Regions from separate parts of the Mus musculus genome. Here regions 2, 3 and 4 are each linked to region 1. Evidence: chromatin contacts called from public Hi-C and HiChIP or PLAC-seq data. All regions are on one chromosome and are shown on one strand. The core of a region is the stretch at or near the end of the contact, and the rest is flanking DNA. Distances in the headings are between cores, read along the strand shown. Region 1 holds the start of Sdhb (succinate dehydrogenase complex, subunit B, iron sulfur (Ip)). Region 2 holds the start of Casp9 (caspase 9). Region 3 holds the start of Fblim1 (filamin binding LIM protein 1). Region 4 holds the start of B330016D10Rik (RIKEN cDNA B330016D10 gene).

What was found. Hi-C and Micro-C count contacts between places; a contact is called where the count stands out from the background. HiChIP or PLAC-seq counts read pairs in DNA pulled down with a chosen protein or histone mark.
Region 2: a Hi-C map of CD8 T cells shows a contact between it and region 1, with 4 times the contacts expected there. The contact joins the promoter of Casp9 here to the promoter of Sdhb in region 1. A contact is called at or near these places in 3 of 484 Hi-C or Micro-C datasets (CD4 T cells, CD8 T cells and rod photoreceptor) and 1 of 9 other capture datasets (liver).
Region 3: an H3K27ac HiChIP or PLAC-seq map of microglia shows a contact between it and region 1, with 4 times the contacts expected there. The contact joins the promoter of Fblim1 here to the promoter of Sdhb in region 1. A contact is called at or near these places in 1 of 484 Hi-C or Micro-C datasets (embryonic stem cells) and 2 of 115 datasets of contacts at active chromatin or transcription factors (bone marrow-derived macrophages and microglia).
Region 4: a contact with region 1 is called in a Hi-C map of CD4 T cells, with 3 times the contacts expected there. The contact joins the promoter of B330016D10Rik here to the promoter of Sdhb in region 1. A contact is called at or near these places in 1 of 484 Hi-C or Micro-C datasets (CD4 T cells) and 1 of 115 datasets of contacts at active chromatin or transcription factors (memory CD8 T cells).

The regions. Positions count from the first base shown.
Region 1 is chr4:140,959,699-140,962,751 of GRCm38.p6, reverse strand. It overlaps Sdhb (succinate dehydrogenase complex, subunit B, iron sulfur (Ip)), which reads right to left and starts at 1,481. Exons shown (of 8, transcript NM_023374.4): 1 at 1,276-1,481. The coding sequence starts at 1,347.
Region 2 is chr4:141,792,153-141,795,205 of GRCm38.p6, reverse strand. Casp9 (caspase 9) reads right to left here and starts at 1,594. Exons shown (of 9, transcript NM_015733.5): 1 at 1,220-1,594. The coding sequence starts at 1,351.
Region 3 is chr4:141,598,268-141,601,320 of GRCm38.p6, reverse strand. Fblim1 (filamin binding LIM protein 1) reads left to right here and starts at 1,397. Exons shown (of 9, transcript NM_001163256.1): 1 at 1,397-1,473.
Region 4 is chr4:141,544,657-141,547,709 of GRCm38.p6, reverse strand. B330016D10Rik (RIKEN cDNA B330016D10 gene) reads right to left here and starts at 1,548. Exons shown (of 1, transcript NR_030695.1): 1 at 1-1,548.

The sequences.
Region 1 (3,053 bases), core at 232-2,731:
GTTGGCCTTGGATTCCGTGTGGGGCTGAGGATGTCCTTAAACTCCTGATCTTGCTGCATCAGCCTTTGGAGTGCTGGTGTGATAGGTGTGCATGCAAAGGGATGCACAAGTCGGGTGGTGGTGGTGGCTCACACCTTTAATCCCAGCACCCAGAAGGCTGAAGCCGGAGAATCTCTGAGTTCCAGGCCAGCCAGGGTTGCATAAAGACACTGTCCGAAAAGTCAAAACCTAACCAAAACAACACTAAAATTATCACAGGGTGGAGATTCATCTTAGCACTTTGGAAGGAGCAGAGTTCAGTTCCCTGCACGCATATGGCGGCTGATAACCACCTGTGACTCCAGTTCAGGAAATACAGCTCTCTTTTCTCCACGGGCACATGGTGCATATACATGAAAGCACACACTCATACACACACACACAAATCTAAAAAAAAAAAAAAAAAAAACCAACAAAACCCCCCAAAACAAAATGGGAGTTCCTGTTGTCCGCCTGTGAAGGACTATCCAGAAGCCCAGAGGAGGACTGAATGGTATCTGTAAAGTAAGGAGAGGCAGTTTTTCTCGCCTTTCTAAATGCTTCTACTGTGCAGCTCCCGAGGATACAGGGCGTGTGGGGAGACCTATGACAGAGCTACTACAGAATTATTAACAAAAGCAGCTCCAGGCTCTGCCTGTCATCCCATGCCAGCGGTATGAGATCAGTGCCGCTACACACCCCTGAATAAGCACGCTTCAGGGAACCGGGTCTTGCCTGCAGACTTCCACAGTACGGATCTTTCAAGGGGTCGGGGTCGCTTTCTTTCATGTCTCCCTTCCTCTGCGGGTCAAGTGCATTGCCTTGCAGAGTCCACCGCCCTCCGACCTGACCGATCCAGACCAGCCTAACCTGGAGGTGCGACCTGGCCTCCCGGGTCCCACCCCAGACACCCCGCAGGCCTCCCTTTCACACAAGCCTGGCGGAGTACAACTAGCAGGATTTGATTCTGGGTCCCGACCACAGGTCGCTCATCCTATGACCTTGACCTCTCCCTGTCCTCCTCCCAGACCTCTGTCTTTCTGTTCTCTCTTCCAACCTCCTCCCGGCCGCGCCTCTCTCTCCGGTGATGGAGAAGCGCGGAATGGCTGTCTGAAAGGATGCTCAAGAGCAGGATGCCGGGTTAAGTCCTCCCCCGAGGCCTGGACCCGGGCTCCTTCCGCCTCTCCGCGGCCTCTCTACCCAGGCAGCCTCGGTGACGGGCACGGCTCCCCACTGAACCACGGCTCCCGGGCTCACCTGCAGGCCGACTCTGCCGAGAACGGCAGCCGGGAAGCCGCGCTTCAAGGAGACCCCGACCGTCGCCGCCATTTTGGCTCCTGACGTCAGCCCCACCCCTTCCCCTCCGGCATCCCGTCGAACACCGCGGTGGGAAGCCGGCCTCTCACCCTGAGGACCGCTAGCCGCCTAAGCGCCAACGAGTGGAAGGCCGCTTCCGGTTTCTCCGAGCCAATGTACAGGAAGTGCGTGTGTGCAGCAGCGGCCCGTAGGGCGCATGCCCACTGGGCTTCCTATGTTCCTAAGGTGACCTCTGGAGTCTGAGGGGCGGGAGAGGGAAGGGTAGCGTGGAGGGGCGGGGCAGAGGCCAGGAGGGCGGGGCTTTCCTATTCTGCTGGTGGCTGTGATTTTTAACCCTTCTCTACTTGCAGTGGTGTCTGTCAATCACCTGTGACTCTTGTCTGGTCAGCTTTGTGCTAAATCTAGAGAACCTGTCAGTCCCTACCTGATTGGGACACTTGTTAAGTGACTGAAGTGATCAAAAGATGAACGTCACGTCGGTACAGAAGTTGCATGCCCGGCATATGGAGACAGTAGGAGAACCAAGCTCACCCTCCGCTACTTAATGAGGTCGAGTCCATCTGGGATACTTGAGACCCTGCCTCAAAACACACAAAACCAAAACCAAAGCAGCCAGAAAGGGTACCTAGTATGTGGCTGGTGCCAGCCTCTGGAATGCTGTGGTAAGTGAGCGAGCTGCTCACCTAATTCCTCTCTAACCCCAAGGAAGATGACAATAGGAAAGATGGGTGATGTAGCTTATAGGCTGTCCACCAAGGACCCACAGGCTGTCCACTGTCCCCAACTTCAGATCTTCCTACAGGTAAAGAACTGCAGAGAGCTGGGATTACAGCTGTGTGCCACCATGCCTGTGTGTGCTGAACAAGCCTTCTACTAACCGACCTGTGTCCTCAGATTTCGTCAGTTTCCTTAGTCACCTGAGCTGCTTTTTTTTTCTGGCACTTCTAGACAGGGTTTCTCTGTGTAGCCCTGACTGTCCTGGAACTCACTTTGTAGACCAGACTGGACTTGAACTCAGAAATCCGCCTGCCTTTGCCTTCCAAGTGCTGGGATTAAAGGCATGCGCCACCACTGTCCAGCCTTTCTGACACCTTTTATGGGTTCTCTCAGAGCCCCCCACCCTCTGACTGGGGATTTGACCACCTTGGGCAGGCGTGATCTTGGTATCCCAAGTCACTTGGTCTCTTGGGGCACCCAGTGACTTTGCTGGTCCTTGTTACCAGAGGAAGGATTTGATTTCTTTCCGCTCACCTTTGGCAGAGGAGGGCACTGTTTATAGTCTTGGGTTTCCTCACGCTGGCTCTTTTAGAAGACACTGGAGAAATTACCATGACAGGAGGAATGGCTAGATGGGGCCAAGTTTCTGGGAACTCACCCTGAATCTGGCTTCTCTGCCAGGTAGCCTCATTAAAGGGGGTGTGGAGAGGCCTGAACCCCTGGGGGTTACCTTGATCGCCCCCTCAAGGCCATGTGACCATTGACAAGTCCTTCGCCACTTTTTGACTTATAGCGTCCTTGCCTGAATCACTAGGGGTTGTGGCAGCTGAGTTAAGATTCTATGACTGGTGTGGTTGTCTTGCGCAACAGATGGTAAGGTGGCCTTGGCTTCTCAGGGGCCCTGGCTCAGCACTGGGTAGGTTCTTCTAGACTACCCAAGGGACCACCATCAGGGCCACCCAAATCGGCCAAGGTTGTAGGAAGGCTGTCATTTTCTTTGT
Region 2 (3,053 bases), core at 345-2,844, 830 kb before region 1:
TCTGGGCAGTTCAGCTCCTGATCCCCCTTAATATGCCTTCTGGAAGGCTAGGACTTTCCCTTCAAACCACTTTTCTTGATCAGTATGGGCCCATCCAAATGTGTTCCTGAGCCTACTTTTGTTATTATTTGGCAGCTAACCACATGACTCTACACCACTTTCTTCTATCTCCTTCACTGGACCAAGCCACGTTCCAATACAGATGCTGGAGACAGCCTTGTAGACAGTCCCCCAGGGCCTGGCACTCATATCCTCTCAGAAAGAAATATTCCCTTTTCAGACCTGTGGTGAGGCATCAACTGGAACAAAGATGCTAAAGTGGTTTTTTTTTTCTCTTTTTAGAGTCCTTTAAGAGTTTTTACTCTGTATCTTCCAATAGAAGATGCATTTATGCATACAGCTATCCTGTTTTCTCTGTAATTTTCATACTCATCTTTAGACTTTGAACAAGTTGACCTTTTCCCTTGTGTAATACAGAATTTTATCAAGCTAAAATTGAACTCTAGTACAATGAAAATAATACTGCCACCATTATATTTTGATCCAGAATAATTCCACTCACACAGTAATCCATATAGCGTAGAAATTCAATACACCCCTTTACACAAGCCATCAACATTGTGACTCATGCTCTAGGTTTAAGTGGGCGAAAGTGGATTAAAAAAAATCAAATGTTTGATTTTATTCTTCTGCATTACCTGCATCAAATTCCTTCTTTTCTGAACTCCTTTATAAAACATGCACTTGATAAAAGCCCAGCCAAAAAAGACAGATCCTGATTCTATGTCCTTGTCCTAGGACAGGATGACCACCGTTCCATTTCACAGCCCTAGAAACTGAGATTCAAAAACGGGAAGTGACTGGTACAATGTGCCAGTATAAGGCTAAAGTGGGTGTCTAGGGCCCTTATACTAGAGAAGAGAAAAATCATAAAAGTTCAAACGGTGCAGATTACAGACCGCTTTTAACAAACACTCCACAAAAGAGGAGCATGGGTTCTTCTATTTTATTCTTGTGGCGAACTAAGAGGGCAGTACTGGGGAAGGTTTTAAAAATGGAGTTCCCACACCATGGTTTCCCAGGGCGTGGATTGCACAGGGTGCAAAGCGGAAAAAAAGGGCAGGAGCTCCGTAGTGGCTTCAGAGAACCTCTCAGCGACCTCCCAGTCCCTATCTGCGCCGCGGGAAAAAGAGGGCGGACACAAGGAGGCGGGGCGCACCTGAATATCCTCGATCATGTCGCGCGTGAAGAGCTCTCGACTCAGCAGAGCGTCCCAGAGCTCCGCGACTTGCAGCTCGCTCACTAGGCGCACCCTGCATCGCCGCAGGAGCTGCCGGTCCGCCTCGTCCATGGCGAGCCGATTGCGGGACCCCGGGTTCTGTCCGCTTCCGGCCCTCGGGTTCCGCCCCGGCGCCCACGCCCCGCCCCCACATAGCGCCTCCAGGGATCCCGCTCCGGCCAGCGGTCACCCGGTCCACTGGGCTCCGCTCCGCCCCGCCCCGCCCCGCCCCGCGGCCTGTGACTCGCGCTCACTGGGCTCCACCTCCGCAATCAAAACAGCTCCCACGGCCGCTCACCCCACCACCAGCCCCCAACACCTCCCTCAACGCCGCGCTCTCAGGCCCCGCCCCTTCGCCACGCCCTACGACCGCGCTGCTTCGCCACGCCCACTGGCGCTGCATTCAAGCTCCGCCCCATCACTTCGCCGTACGGACTAAGACCTGCCTCACATGATAACGCTTCTCCCCTAGGACTCGCCCCTCCTCGCCTCGTAGACCAGCAATCCCGCCCTACCGAGTTCCTTCGCCCCGCCCCGAAGCCCTCCTTTGCATCCCAGACTCTCCCCTAGGGTTCCAGGCCTTGTGGTTGCCTTGCTATCTTGCTCCCATTTGCTGGTTCTGCTTAGCGGTAGTTGTAACTTTTCCCCTCGCATGGCGATTGCTCTACCAAAATTCACAATGACCCTACTTCTACAGATACTCAAAGGATCACGAGAGAAAAGGGAAGAAAACCACGCCTAGACATTTGTCCTAGATCTTTCAAGTCCCTTGCTGGCTGTGGCTTTCTAACGCTGCGGCTAGTAAACCTCTTGCTGCCTGCTGTTTCAGGGCTATCGTGCCCTCAATCTAACCAAGCTCATTGGTTAGATCTCGCTCTCTTTCCCTCCTCAGCACCTCCCCCAGAGAAACTGCCAGGAATCTAATCCTATGTTCTCTCAGTTTTGTACCACTTATTTCCACGACTTAAAAAGTAATTGAAATAACTGGAGAGATGGCTCAGCGGTTAAGAACACCAACTGCTATTCTGAAGGTCATGAGTTCAAATCCCAGCAACCACATGGTGGTTCAACAACCATCTGTATTGAGAAATGACACCCTCTTCTGATGTCTGAAGACAGCTACAGTGTACTTACATGTAATAAATAAATAAATCTTTAAAAAAAGTAATTGAACAAGGTCTGAAGAGATGGATGGTTCAGGGTAAAGAGGACCAGCTGTTCTTCCAGAGGTCCTGAGTTCAAATCCCAGCCACCACATAGTGGTTTACAACCATCTGTAATGGGATCTGATTCCCTCTGTGCATGAAGACAGAGTGCTCATATATGCATTAACTAATTAAACACATTTTTAAAAAAGTAATTGGGCATTGTGCTAGCCCCTTACGCTATTCTCTCTGCTAGCCTTATGCCACATTCCTGACAGGGATATAGTTATTCCTTGATGACAGCTGTAGACATGTGTCAGGGATCTCACAGCGTGACCAGAACCAGAATAGACTCATAGCCAAGAATCCACCTTGGAATATGTCAAACGATAATATTACACTTGTTTCCTGATTTGGGCATCAGTCAACATTTCCTTCCATAAAATAGGATGTACACTCGGGAGGAGCAGCTGAGGTGAATTTACAAACAGGAAATCTGGGGAGAGCAGTAATGAGAAACTCAAAGGGGGTTAGTTGCCCCAAAGTAAAGGAGATTCACCACGTTGGCTAAAACTGGCTTGTTTGGGGATTTGGCAGTTATCCCTGCCACCTGATTTCTCAGACTGTTA
Region 3 (3,053 bases), core at 148-2,647, 640 kb before region 1:
AACGCACCCAAGGGGCCCCTGGGCACCGGTAGCCTCAGCATAATACTGGGTTCTGTCCTTGGCTCTCATCTGGGGATGGTGGCAGCAATCCAGCCTCTGGGACTAGCAGATCCGGGTGCCTAAGGGGCACTCTCCGGTCTGGCTTGAATCTAGCCTTGTCCAGTGCCCATTGCACAAGCCTCGGTCCTCGCCGGCTTCAGTGTCTGGTCTGTGGGGTGGGACCTATCAGCCCTGGAGTAGAGTCTGGAAGGGTTAGATGAAAGGTTTGAAAGGGACACAAGGGAAGTCTCTAGAAACAGCAGTTACTGTCGTCGTTGTGACTCCACACTGGCGGGTAGAATCAAATGGAAAAATCTAATGGCAAAGACTGGGGAGGCCATTAAGGGGGTGGGGCTTAGTGGGGAGGCGGAGGATGGAGCTGAGCACCCAGACACCCCACTCTGACACCTCTCTTCTGCAGCAATACAAGGACCACCTCGAGGAGCTGTTGTATGTGGGGGGGGGGGGCGAGGAGGGCTGCAGAAGGGGACCTAATCCTTCCTAGTTACCCCCCCCCCATGACTCTGGGTCCAGCTCTCCCCTGCCCAGTCCCCCATTGTGCCTCTAATCGAAAGAACAATCGGCTTGCCTGGGAATCAGACCTAGATTCCTTTCCCCTGCAATGTCTTCAGGTCTCTAGGGACCTGAGCTGTCCAGAGCAGCCCCAACCCAGGCCGCAGGGCCCTGTGCTCTGCTTCTTCAGGGGCCAGTAACAGGGCCGGAAAGCAAACAGGTGACCTGATTGTTTCCCCTGTCTCCTGTAAGGGCCTCTTTCCACTACAGGACCTGAGACCCACTTGTAGAAGGATTCATAGGCTCACACAGGCAGTGACAGCCCAGGACAGCAGATCCAGGTGACTTGCTTCGCTGGGGTGTCTGAAAACCCTACCCCAGGCATCCTTTGAATAAGCCCCGCAACTCCAGTATATGTTAGCATTATCGCTTTAACTCTAGGCCACGTTGCAGAGGTGGGCTGTGCGGACCCCATTTTAGGAATTAAAGATTGAGGCTTAAGAAAACGGGGTTGACAGTCCAGGTCATGCGTCTAGCCTAACTTATGACCCTGAAGGATTTCAGAGTCAGTCTGGCTACAAGTACCCCTCTCCACCAATTGGGGCAGGTGGAGCCTCTCATCCAGGTGACCTAGAGCGAGGTTGGCTAAGGATCCCACTCCCCAGCCCGCCCCGCCCCTCCCCGGTGCACCGTGGGGGTGGGCAGCGGAGGAGGAGCCACAGGGAAGGGGAGGAGTGGTGGGAACAAAGGGAGGGGGCGCGGCCACAGGTGGGGGGGCAGGTAGGGCGAGCCAGCGCCCCCTCCCCGAGCGTCACCTTTTATGGTAAGGCGCGCGCGGGGCGGCGGGCGGAGGGAGGCTGGGGCGGGAGCAAGGGGCGGAGGCGCAGCGCCGGCGGAGGCCGGGCGTGGGGAGCGCGGCAGGTAAGCGGGTGCGGCGTGGGGGTCCTGGCTGTGCTCCCCGGGCAGGGTCAACTTCAGGTGGCCACATGGGCAACTCTCGGCCACCGTACTGAACCCAGCTCGGCGCGGTTGGGGGGCTCGGGGCGGGTACTGTGTCTTGTCCCTGTGTGTCCCAGGATCTCAGCCATTGGGGACTCTGGGAGGCTGTGCGGGGACGGCACAGGGGTCATCTCCTGGCTCTTGATTGGGACGGGTTGAGCAGGGCAGAGGCTCCCGCACAAAGAGGATAGCGTCCCGCATATGGATCGAATTATAGTCACTGCGGTGACCCGGCCAACTGTCCCGCTCTGCTGCTGTGCCAGGGAGCAGAGTTCCCGAGTTCTTTTGCCCCTCCCGGACCCTGTTTCCAGCTCCAGTCTGGAGAGGGAAAGGAGGGTCCTGGGGTCTCCTCGCCTGGCTTGGCGGGGTGTGGAAGTGGGCGATCCCCAAAGTGAGTGCAACTACTCCCCCATCTCCAGGCCAGACCTGAGGTCCCAGGGGGAGAGGCTGGGCAGCGCCCAGATTCCAGCTTTTAACAATGGAGATCACTGTCCTCCAGCCGCAGGGCTCCTTCTTCCCCCCTGGGGCTGAACGACCAGCTGGCCTCCCCAGCCACCCTCCAGGGCAGACTTCTATTCTCTTTATGAATAGAAAGCGAGCCCAGAGAGGTTGAGTGACCGCGTCAAGGTCGCCCAGTACAAAAGACCGGTAGCCTGAGGAGATCTGACTTCTGCGCCTCTTCCTTTCTCTGGTCTAGGAAAGAGGATGAGAGAGGCCCTTAGCCTTCTGAGATCGCAAGGTGTCTTGTGGGAGTGAGTGGGGGGACATTCACTCTTCCACTTTCAGCAAAGTTTAATTCTAGTCCTCAACTTAGATTGCTTATTGGTCTGTGTGAAAGAGCAATGCTTAGAAATGACTCGGAGGTGGCTTTAGAGTGCGGGCAAAGAGTTATCGAGGCCGCCAGCACATCCCCTCCCAGGGGCTGCAGCCTAAGGCCGGCCCTGGCTGGCTGGCTGGCCGGCTCTCAGCCTCCTTCCTTCCTCTTGACAGGAAATGACTTTCTTTCCCTTTGTTCCCACTTTCTCCGCTTACCCAACTGGATCTGGGTGTCTGATTTGCCCTCCGGGGGAGGAAGGATGGGGGTGGAGGGTCTGCTGGGAAGTTTTCATAGAATGCTCCCCCCAACCCCCACCCCACCCCCGCCTGGGTGAACTCAGGGTTAGTGGGACCAAAGGGAAGCGCCAGCAGGCTCTCCTTAAGGGACCTGACAGGGCTTTGAAAATCCCCAGCGCTGCTCCATCCCTGAGGTCCCCACCTCTGCATGACAACGTAAAGGGCGGGTATGGCTGCCCAGCTGCGAACATCTGGCCTTCACGCTGGATGTTTCCGAGAAAGCAGGGAGAACGGAATGGGGGGTCAGAGTCGGGGTGGGGGTGGGGGTGGAGGAGGGTTCCTGAAGAGCCACAGCCTGTCTCAGAGGACCCGCCTAGAATGTGTTGACCGCAAGAAACTGGTTTGGATTGGGTTATTGGGGGAAGGGGTGGAGCTTGGAGTGGGGGAGG
Region 4 (3,053 bases), core at 299-2,798, 580 kb before region 1:
TCATCTGGCAGTCATCAAAATCCCGATTGGTTCCTTCAACATGTTTTGACCTTTTCAGTCTGTCATCATAAGCTTTACCCCACTATTACAGAAAACATAAGCAGTCGCCATAATTACACATAGTGAGAAGACAAAAAAAGAGGTTTACTGTAGCCAAGACACAAATAGATGAGTCAGGACGGGCTGGTTCCTTTATGATACCAGGCTTTTGTGAAGAAAAACCACGTCAACCATTAGGGGGAAGAAAACTGCACAAAAGCTGGAAGTCAAATTTAGCAGCGTTTTTCAAGTTTTCTGGGTTTGCGAAATAGTGCCAGAATTTTCAGCATTACACACAACTAAGATTCGCATTTTTAAATATTCCTCAAGAAGACATTTGCTTTTTCGGAAAGTGAAAGGGCGATGGATGTCAGGCACGTATTTTATTATTTATTTTTAATAAACTCATAGCTTTTTGAAAATAAGTGGAAGTTAAATCGACAGAAGAAAGCCATCACAGCATATTTATTGTTCAGGCTTCTGGGTCAGGGAGAATGGGCCCTGAAAGCCTTGTGCTCCGAGGGCCAGCCAATGGAAGCCGAGCTCTCAGCGCTCCTCCACCTCGTGGGCTGCACGAGCCCCGCCTCCTGGTGCTAGGTTCCGCGGAGTTTCGGCACCTTTGTTGCTTTCGGGACCGAACTTGACTTTGTTTGCAGAGGTGGAGGATGCCGAGCCCGGTTCGCCCGTAAGCCGCTTCCCACGGCGGCGATTTAAGTTTCCCCACGCAGGATGTCATCCCTCGCACGGGGGGACACACCCCGCTTCCGATGGGCTCCCGGATCCCGCACGCCCTGGGGCTGCCTCTCCCGGTTCACACGCTGCTGCTGCTGCGGCGCCGGCGGCGGCTGCAGAGCCCGAGGGGCCTCGCGACCCCCAGGCGGAGAACAAAGGGGGCCGGGGCCGCGCCCGCCGCCGGCCACGCCCATCGCGAGCCGCGGGGCCGCGCCCCGAGCCCCTCCCCCGCCCCCGGGCCGCGCAAAATGGCGGCCGCGCTACAAAATGGCAGCCGGGCGGGCCGTGGCGTGGGGACGCTGTCCCCGCGCGCGGCCGGGGTTCCTTCCCACGCTGTCCATGAGCTCGCGCGCGTGTGCGCGTCACATCCCCGTGAACCCCGGGGGCCCCCCGAGTGTAGACGGGCAGGTCAGAGCGCACACGGGAGCGGAGCTAAGGAGGACGGGGTTCGGGGACCCCTGACCTAGCGCCTCCCTGCCACTCCCAAGCCCCGGCGGCTGCGCCTCCATCTTTTCAATGTCCCCGCCATTCCGCGTCTCCCAGTCCGCTCCCTTGTCCCCACGCTTCCTCCTTGGATGGGAGTGTGTCGTCGGTCGTGGGCTCGGCTAAGGCCGTGTACTTTTTGTTGGGACTTTTCGCTGTCTTCTCTCAGAAAATGGCTCGCTTTCCATTCATCCCCTCAGGTTCCCTTTGTAGCCCTCTTTCCAGAAACTTCTCAGGGTAGCTCGGCCAGCAGCGGCGGCGAGCTCCGCGGCCTTCTCCACCCTTCACTGTCATCCCACCCCGCGCATGCGCCTGGCGGCGGCGGGCCGCGGCCCAGGCGCGCGCCCGGGAGACTGTGAGAGTGGCGCGGGCGCGCGCGGGTCCGCGGGGGCGGTGCTCTCTCACAATGGAAAGGTTGCCTCCCCCTCCAACGTTTCCCTCCGCGGCGAGCGCAAGCGCACTCGGGCGACCTCGCGTTCCTTGGAGGGGCTGGGAGGAGGGAGAGAAATGGGTGGCCTTGCCGCGCGCGTGCGCAGTTCGGCGCCGTGCATTTTTTTTTTTTTCCGCGTTGCCTGTGTGATGAGAAGTGGATCTGAGGACCTTCTTGTCCTGTCCTCCTTTCTCAACCCCCCCTCCCCCCCCCCCCAGTCTCGAAAACGGGTCCCTCCGGCTTGGAGGCAGGCCGGACAAAGCCGAGGCAGTGGGGTCGTCTTGCCCACCCTCTCCCGATCCACGTTTGAGAGTTTCCCGATGGACCTGGAGACCCTGCAGGCCCCGGGTGTTGGGCTGCCGCATTGTTCTCGCCTGGAAAGCGGAGGCGAAGGTGCCCTTGCTGGCGGGCCGCGTGTGCAGACGGAGCTCGCCGGGCCGCTCGGGTTCCCTTCGCCGTGGGCTTGCGCCGCGGTGACCACAGTGACCGCGATCGCACTTCCCAAGAAGTGTAGTGGAAAGGACTGTCAGGGCTGTGGGTTCCTGGGGGTGGGGGGCGGGGAAACTAAGAAACCCAAAACCCCACTTGTCATGGAGCCCACCTATGTGAACCCAGAGTTTGAAGGGCAGCCAGAGAAATTGCCTCTCGGGTTATTAGTGTGGGGCGGAGTGTGAGCCAGGAGTCTCCGTGAAGAAAGCACGCTGGTTGTGACAGCCCCACGTCGGGGAGACCCCAGGCTGCCCTTGGCCCTGCTGCTCCCCGGCGTGGGGTGGCGTGGGGGTGGCGGAGCGGCCTGCAGGTGTGTGAGCGCCCTTGACCTCTGTGAGGTCACCCGCCCGGGCTCTGGGCGGAGCCGGATCCGCCTTCCCGGTGGGAACCATGAGCTGGTGACCGGTTCCTCCCGGAACCATTAGTGTGGAAAGCCAGGCTAGAGGTAGAATTCTAGCAAAGCTGTAATACACGGGTTGCAAATGAACACTGAGTCATACAGTCTGTAAATTTGGAGAATCCCTGCCGCACGTTTCTCTGAACAGAAATTATATTTAATAGGGTCTTTCAAATCATTTTTCCACCAGTAGGAAAATAAAGCAAATACTGAGTTGGTTTTTTTAAAGTGTCCTAAAACATTAAAAAAAATTTTGGGGGGATTACATTGTTGAATAACTAGGATTTTTAGAAATATCCTTTACCATTTTTGTTTTGTTTTGTTTTTTAAGTTAGCTGCTCACAATGTAGCTCTGGCTGGCTGAGCTAGGCTGGTCCCTCCTCCAGGTGTTGCAAGTACCAAACTGATCTTAAGGGGAAATGTCCTTTCAGTGCAAGGTTTTTAGGACGAAGAACAACAACAACAAAGAAAAGAAAGAAAGAA